Linked DNA regions of Zea mays: all the other regions are linked to region 1. The links are chromatin contacts, called in public Hi-C maps. All regions are on one chromosome and are shown on one strand. The core of a region is the stretch at or near the end of the contact, and the rest is flanking DNA. Distances in the headings are between cores, read along the strand shown. Region 1 holds the start of LOC100501814 (Major facilitator superfamily protein). Region 2 holds the start of LOC100382788. Region 3 has its middle 7.7 kb from the start of LOC109944512.

What was found. A called contact is a pair of places that touch in the nucleus more often than the background predicts.
Region 2: a Hi-C map of bundle sheath shows a contact between it and region 1, with 2.7 times the contacts expected there. The contact joins the promoter of LOC100382788 here to the promoter of LOC100501814 in region 1. A contact is called at or near these places in 10 of 25 Hi-C or Micro-C datasets (bundle sheath, ear, endosperm and 3 more).
Region 3: a contact with region 1 is called in a Hi-C map of leaf, with 7 times the contacts expected there. The contact joins the enhancer-like site here to the promoter of LOC100501814 in region 1. A contact is called at or near these places in 4 of 25 Hi-C or Micro-C datasets (ear, leaf and tassel).

What each region holds. Positions count from the first base shown.
Region 1 is chr2:72,216,830-72,219,529 of Zm-B73-REFERENCE-NAM-5.0, forward strand. It overlaps LOC100501814 (Major facilitator superfamily protein), which reads right to left and starts at 1,264. Exons shown (of 3, transcript NM_001401914.1): 1 at 916-1,264. The coding sequence starts at 1,257.
Region 2 is chr2:72,018,776-72,021,475 of Zm-B73-REFERENCE-NAM-5.0, forward strand. It overlaps LOC100382788, which reads right to left and starts at 1,431. Exons shown (of 3, transcript NM_001175492.1): 1 at 935-1,431. The coding sequence starts at 937.
Region 3 is chr2:72,422,284-72,424,983 of Zm-B73-REFERENCE-NAM-5.0, forward strand. No RefSeq gene overlaps it. Among protein-coding and RNA genes, the nearest start is that of LOC109944512, 7.7 kb to the right of the region's middle. Within about 2 kb of position 1,413, at least 18 of the 20 cell types and tissues checked have an H3K27ac peak or open chromatin away from gene starts, as enhancers often do. A contact at or near this core is called in ear, leaf and tassel, where this site is marked.

The DNA of each region.
Region 1 (2,700 bases), core at 14-2,513:
TGCAAATAATGATGGTAACCAGATTTTGTGCTGATACCAGTTGCCAGCCATCCACAGCAAAATCATAACTTTGAGGTGTCCGTTTATGGTGTGGCGTGAAATATGTTGAATCACTTGTTTTCAGAATGGAAAACTCGCATAGTTTACTCCCCTCTGGCATAATGTGGCACAGTCATGACACAAGAGCAGCTCCGATGTACTCCCTCCGTCCTGTCCTAAAATAAGTCTCCATCCCGCACTTCGATAAGCCAAACAATATTAACTTTGGCCAAATCTATACCAAAACATACTAGTAATATTTATGATATCAGACAAGCATCATTAGATTAATCACGTCATGAATCTTCGTAGTAAATCTATTTGAAGATAGAAATATTGATACAATTTTCTTTCAAAATGCGAGAGTGGAGACTAATTTTGGGTGTGAGGGAGTAAGCATAAATGGAGCCATGTCAAAAAAAGTAAAATCAGACCGATCTGTATATATAGGGGAAGACAAGGGGAACGCCAGGGCTGGTGTGGCGGAGGCGGAGGCCGCGCCCGCTGCCCGCATACTGAGGCTCGGCGGAATCCGACAGCCGCGCTCGTCACCCGCCCAGCAGCGGCCCTAAACCAGCGCGGGTGGAGCTGGAGCCGTGGTGGAGGTGACAACCGTGACAGGTGATGCAGACGGAGTGGAGCAGGGTCGCAGCAGACAGAAGCCACGGGGATGGGTGGAAGTGGAATGGATATGGACATGGATGCTTAATTGCTTATACATTTTTTTAAAAAAAAAGTCACTGGCATATGGGGCAGGGTAACCAAGTCCTACGTGGACCAGATATGTACACCGAAATTCCCTCCTTTTTTCTCAACTTTTTCTTCCTTTTTTCCCGAAATTTAACCAACTCCAAACAGCCAGGATCAGCAGCATACCAGCCAGAGGGGCAGCGCCGGCGCGTTCCCGGAGACGACGAGCCAGAGCCAGCCGTAGCCGAGGAAGTTCTGCGCGGCGCCGATGGCCAGCAGCGCCCACGGCGGCCACGTCGCCGAGAGCGCGCCGGCGAGGAGGCCGAGGCAGCCGCCAACGTTCTTGGCGACACCCAGCGCGGCCACCTGCGGCTGGTCGTAGCCCAGCCTGGCCTTGACCACCGGCGAGATGGCGCCGAAGATGTAAGTGGTGCCGGCCATGGACTGCATCCACATGGCCCCAACGAACACAAGCCATCGGTTCGTCCAGAACGCACGCGTCCTCTCCTCGAGCTTGCCCATGGCCATGGGTCGGGTTGCAGGGGATTTTTGCTCAGGAATGCCAATTTGGAGACAGGTCAGAGAAGGCTTTCAATCGCAGGCAAACAAGAGACGCACACGCAAGTACGGTAGACAAACAAGCGACGCACACGTCCACCTTCAGTCGACGGGTCATTAAAATTGAAAAAAAAATATCAATGCCACGGTTCACGCACCTATTTCAATAATACGAAATCTCGGACTTTATATATTGTCACAGTTCACAAACACATTTATACAATACGAAATCTCGGACTATATATATATAGATGACCAAAGAACTTGACCAAACGGACTATTGGAACTTGCGCTCTTGGGCAAGATGATCCAACGGGGGAATAAGAGGAATGCAAACAAGGTTTTAGCTTGAGATGACAATTGCTCTTTTGATTTAGCCTCTCAAGGTCACTGTACGGAGGTATTTATAGGTGCCTAAGTGACCAACGTCTTGGAGTAAGAACGCATGTGCCCTCAGGCACCTAGGTTATCCCCGGAATATTCCCATAAGCTGGGTTACAGACTATCATTACAGAAAAGCCCTTACAAATCGGGCCCGTAACACACTCAGACGCGCGGGGCCTGTTACAATGGGCCGAATTCCACGTGGGCTTTCGTGTTCGACGAGGACGCGGGACGGGGGCGACCTCGTCGTAGGCCTTCGTCTTGCAGCGTAGTGGACGAAGGGTGGAACCCGCCGATCGTTTCGCCTCCATTGGTGCAGCGAGATTGGCGAAGGCATCGAGCGAAGGGTAGCGTCTTCGCCTTCGCCCCAACATTTGCCCTCCGAGGGACCAGTTCGACTAAGTCATCTGGTGCCGAAGACATTGCTAGATGGTGGAGACGCTGCCCTCGCTCGAAGTGGTTCTGTGGGGGTTTTTGATGTGAGTGTTGACGGACGTGGTACTGTTGGACTGCGGGTTTCCCGAAGTGTCGCGTCCTGTGTATAAAAAGGGGAGCGGGGCGGCGCGGGTCAGGTTCTCTTTCTGCGCGCCGCAAAACCCTAGCCTCCTTTTTAAACCGTTCGTCCGCTCGCCTGCCCTCCTTGCTCCTGCTCATCGGAGATCTGGCCCGCGTCAAGCAGACCGCCCGCCGCCGCCGACGGTACGTAGCCATGTCGTCCTCTTCCTCATCTGTTGCAAATACACCGCCGGCCGGCGCATCGTCCGAGGACACTTTGAGCAACATGGCGACGGAGGAGTTACATCCTAGTGATACAATGGAGTTTGGTGTGTCGCGGATTTCCTCGGTCCGCATTCAGGATATGCAACAGCTTGGATATTTTGGCAGCGGAGTGGGGCGTGTCCCGGGGGCGGAGGAGGTCCCCGAGCCAGAAGGCGAGTTGGTCGTTTTTGAGGCGTTTTTCACCGCTGGCCTTCGTCTGCCTGCACATCGATTCGTGGCGGAGGTCCTGCGGAGATTCGAGGTCCAGGT
Region 2 (2,700 bases), core at 181-2,680, 200 kb before region 1:
CAAGCAGAAGGAACCAAGGAGTTTCTGCTACGACAAAAACATAGAAACAGCCTACTTCTGAATAGATGAAAAAAGTACTCCACGGCACAATTTTTTGATGAATAACACCTTGAAATTGAGAAAAGGTAGCAACCAGTTACTGTCGATGTATATAATTCATAATGGTTACACCACTATTAAATTACAAAACGTTGTGCACATGGCCCAACATCAGTGACAACGACAACCTAAATACGGACACTAAAAACGAATATACCCTCAGCTGTACACTCATGTGATTTGATTGGTGACTTCAAGAAGTAAACTAACGTGCTTAGAAAAGCCATCATTGCACTTGATCTGATTTACGATCCAGTTGTTCCTTAGCTGGTTCAGTCAAACTGTTTAATTTTAATCATCAGGACACATCTTAGGGGGAAGATATCTTATGCAATCGATCATATTGGTACAAAATGCAATCATGTGATCTAATACATACGATCAAAATTCAATGGTGACTGCTATTTTAGGTGGGAGGGATTAAATATAAAATAGGTACTAGGTCTCAAGTGGAATGAGTTAAATGTAAATTATTGGATTTTAATTAGATGCATCAGATTGTTTGATTGCATATTTGCACTAACATGATCGACTGCACAGGCTATATCCCCATCTCAGGCCCACCTACCTGGCAACTCTATAAACAAATGAGCAGTTCACAGCACAAATAGAAATAGATCGAGTTTTGTCACTGGGGAACAGAACAATTTGACAGCCAACAAGTGGACTACTTGTGCTGTAATTCGGCAGTAACTCCTGTAATCTCCAGATTTCATGACCAAGAGCAGTTAATTTTCCTCCTAAACAAAAAAGGCTAAACCGAACCGTTCTACTGTTCATAACACGAACAACCATTGAACGGAGTAAACAAGAAAAAAGCAAAAGACGAACTCACCATCCAGAGGGGCAGTGCCGGCGCCTGCCTGGTGACGATGAGCCAGAGCCAGCCGTAGCCGAGGAAGTTCTGCACGGAGCCGATGAGCAGCATCGCCCACGACGGCAGCACGGCCGAGAGCGAGCCGGCGAGGAAGCCGACGCAGTCGCCGAGGTCCTTGGCGACGCCGAGCGCGGCCACCTGGCGCTGGTTGTAGCCCAGCGCGGCCTTGATGACCGGCGAGATGGTGCCAAAGAGGTACCCGATGCCGGCCATGGACTGCAGCCACATTGCGGCGACGAACACCAGCCACCGGTTCGTCGAGAAGGCCCGCAGTCTGTCCCCGAGCGTCCCCATCGGACTGGACGGAATCACTAAAGATGGGATTTTGGCGCAGAAGTTGGGATCAGGCTTTGATTCTAGAGCTTGACAAGCACTGACGAGATTGCCAAATGGACGAAAACTTTGCGGATTTGGAGACGAGGAAAGGAGGCGTCTTTGGATTGCGGGAAGCAAGGAATACACACTGCAGAAAGAGCTCAACGCTGCCTCAACAGACTTTATGAGTGAGCAATGCTAACTGGACTGCTTTAGCGCAAAACAAGGAAGGATTAGTCCGCTGGAAAAGGGTGGGCTCTGATTATGAAATGCAAACAACCTGTTTCCCAAAATGCAGAGATGATGTGGATCGGAAAAGGGAGAGCTTTACAGGCTTGAACGCCGCCACAACCTGTTTCCAAAATTCTGCAAGAGGCAGGAACGAGAAGAACAGGGACAGGGTAACAGGACACCTCCCGCTGAACAAACACAAGGATGAATGACGAGGGATGGGAGCCAGGGGACAGGGTGCGGGTCTCGGTCCACGGCTCCACGAGACGTGGAGGACGAGAGGTATATACTGCTGAGTGTTGATAGAACCCGTCCGTTTTCACTCCCATCTCGATTCTCGACCTTTCCGTTTCACTTTCAACGTGAACAACGAAATACTCCTTTTAGATCTCTTCAGCCGATTGTCCTTCGATCTACACTACATGATGTATCCCATTCGTTCTAGATTTTTTTGGCATCACTTATAACTGTTATTACACCTTACATTAAAATCACGCGTAGACTCTTTTGGTCATAACATCAACGAGCATAGAACGGTGTTCGCTAAGAATTTAATAAATCTTAAATCTTTAGTATCTGTTCGATAATACATTTTAATGTTTACGTTTATAAAGAGAAATAGAAGGTGTACTATTGATTAATATCATATTACTAGTTGATTTGGAAGTAGAAAATTTTACTTCACTACATATATAACATATTCATTACCTAGTATGATGGACCTAACGGCTCATCACCTGTACTGATGAGTGCACCTGTCCGACCGAGCCCGCCTCTCCACGCGCGGCTCAGCTCCCTTTACGTCACGTGCGACTCCTTTTCCCGCGTGGCTCCCTTAAGGCCCGATTGGCTCTGTTTCACGCTTGCATGGCTCGGCTCCCTTGGTCCGGTAAAACATTAAGTTATTTTCGGGAAAGCATTAAGTTATTCTTGTTTTTCAGAAAAATATTAAGTCATTTTCAGGGAAACATTAAGTATTTTTTGTTTTCAGCCATTCTTCGTGTTTTCTCAGACATTCCTGATTTTTCAGTAATTCCAGGTTCTAGGCAACATTAAGTCAATTTTTGTTTTTATTCATTTTTCATGTTTTTCTTAGTCATTTGTTGTTTTTAGTTCAGTCATTGTAGGCAACATTAAGTTATTCAATCGTTCAGGCAACATTACAACATTAAGCATAA
Region 3 (2,700 bases), core at 163-2,662, 210 kb after region 1:
CCGTCTGACCGACATCGCAGCAAAATCAACCCGAGAACCTCCTTGCATGCAACTCCCCTACTGCCCTTGCCCCTTTCGGGTAAGGTAGTCTTCCACTAGCTTTCCTAATTAGTTAGCCAATGGCGTCCCATTCCACCCTTGTGGTGGCACGTGTTTCTCAAGTTAAGCTCCATGTTCCAATTAACATTAATGATCTTGACATGAACATAAATAGAATAACAAAGTTATAGGAACATGGATATAATGAAATATTAACCCAAAACTGTATAAAGCAATAGCAAAACTACCCAAGTGATTCAGAGTAAACAAGGTAAAAGATAATCAGACTAGGGTGACCTATTGGTTCCCATCAAAATTAAACCTATGCATTGAATAGTGATAATAAAGAATATTATTAGGTAACAAAAGTGGATCAAGGGCACAACTTGCCTGGCACTTGAGATTCCAGTTACCAGGGTGATTCTTCAGATCCACGTGATCTCATCGCTAGTCGTAGAAAGACAAACAGACATGGTATAGATAAAATTAACATCACACCAAACATAAGTACAAACTAAATAATAATGATCTACGCGAAGCTACGAGATCACGAGATCGAGAACTATTAAAATCGGAGTTACGATCAAGGAGTTATGATTTTGTAAAAGATTTGTGTGATTAAAATATTAAACTATATTATAATTGGGTTAATATAAATTATATGAGAGGTTATTCTCTAAATAACTGTCTCAACTTTAATCTAGGTCATTATTTGATTAAAGATCATCTAGTCAAGTTATAATCCTAAGATCATAATATTATATTAATATTAAAGAAGTTAATCCAATAGACATAGTTTAATCCAATTAGTTACCTAATTATAAAAGTAGGGGATATCATATAACAAATGTTGCTACTGCGTAGTAAATATTTATACGAAGCTAACGCAACTGGAACGAGTCAATTTGGAATTAAAATGAAAGAGTTATGAATTTCTGAAGGTTTTATGTATTTGATACAAGATTAATTAAGGTATAAATTTTAATGTGGCTTTCATGTCAAAACAGAGACACTAAATGATAAACAACAATTTTATAAATTATAGAATTTGGAATGGATTAATTTTGAGCTAAAATGAATTTAATATGAATTATATAAGTTCTTTGGAATTATTTTGGTATTAAAATTCAATTTCTTTAACTATTTATCTAAATAATCAATTCTCTGGACCGGGCGCACTATTATTAGAATGTGTAGGGGTCTCAGTATAAGTCTTCCCAAGACCCAGAATGACTGGCGCCAGGACCGCGGGTTGAATACCTAAAAGCATAGGGTCTCTTTAGTGAAATGGCATGGCGAAGAGATATGATGGATTCTGAGCCATCCGACCCAGACACAAGGGCCTAGATTAGACCTAGGCTATTACGAATCGGTACATAACGGGGCCACACGATTCATAATCTACGGTCAGGATTTAATGACTCGCGGATCTAATCTCTGCCACTTATTGCTCATCCTACGTTCCAGATGAGATCCCTACGAATCGGTATGCAAGAATTCATCCCGGTCGTCAGTCACAGGATCAACGGACCTACTGGTGTCTTCTTCCTCACGACTCCTAGACACCGACGTCCGCGCGCCATGATGGCGGACCTGCCCTGCACTCCCGCCGTATAAGCTAAAACATCAAAGGGGTGGTAACGGCGAGAAAATAATGGAGGCATACCGTGGCTCAGCCCAGGGACGAGCAGCGACGCACTACGGCAGTCCCACTCGATCTTCTTCGCGCGGTGATAACGCGGTGCCCTCCCAACGCTGTAAGCACAGGGAACACCCCCTGCGTCCAGCGCGAACTTGCCGATCTCCCTAGCCCGATGCCGAGGTCCGGTGACGCGCGTCACGGACAAGCTCCATCGTCATCTCTGACCGACAGTGAAACTCTCTCTCTCTCTCTCTTTCTCGGTTCTCTCTTTCCTGGATGCTTAGTGGGGGCGCTTGGCTTTGCCCGAGGTGGCCGACGGGCACCGAGTGGATGGGGTGGCTGCGGTGCCCTCCACCCCCCTTTATATTGCTGAAGCCTCGGACTTCAGCCAGAGGGAATCGAGTCCAGAGATGCGCGAGCAACGCGCGTCATCTGTTGAGAATGGCCAGGGGGAAGACGACGGGTTCTGTTGAAGGAGTCCGGTTAACAGGGCGGGCCCGCAGTCCAGTGATCAGAAGGGAGTGCTCTGCGTACGCGTGAGTGGAGGTCACGCAGACAGGTTGGTCCCACCTGTCACCCAGCAATCGTGACGCGGGGGACAACTGGGCTGACCAAGCGCGGGTTGGGCTGCGCAACGTGGAGCTGGGCCGACGTGAAAGGGAATTGGTGGGCCGCGCGAGTTGAGAGAATTTGGGTCAGCTGAGGATTCATGCCCAATACGGGTACATTCTCATTTCTTTTTTTATTTTCCTCTTTTGGTTTTCATTTTCAAATTTCAAGTTTGAATTCAATTTTGATTCATCTTTCTGTTTCAAATTTGAAACAGATTCCAACCCTAGTGTGTCATATAAATCCTACTATTTTCGGTATTATTACTTATTTATCATATCTCTTTAAGTTTAGAGGCATAATATATAATTCAATAGGAATGCTTGTTGTCAGAGAGGGAATTCTCCGGCCGGGTGGCGGAGTGCACCCGCCCTTAATCCTAAGATAAGGAAGGGGCTTAAGCGTTTTGC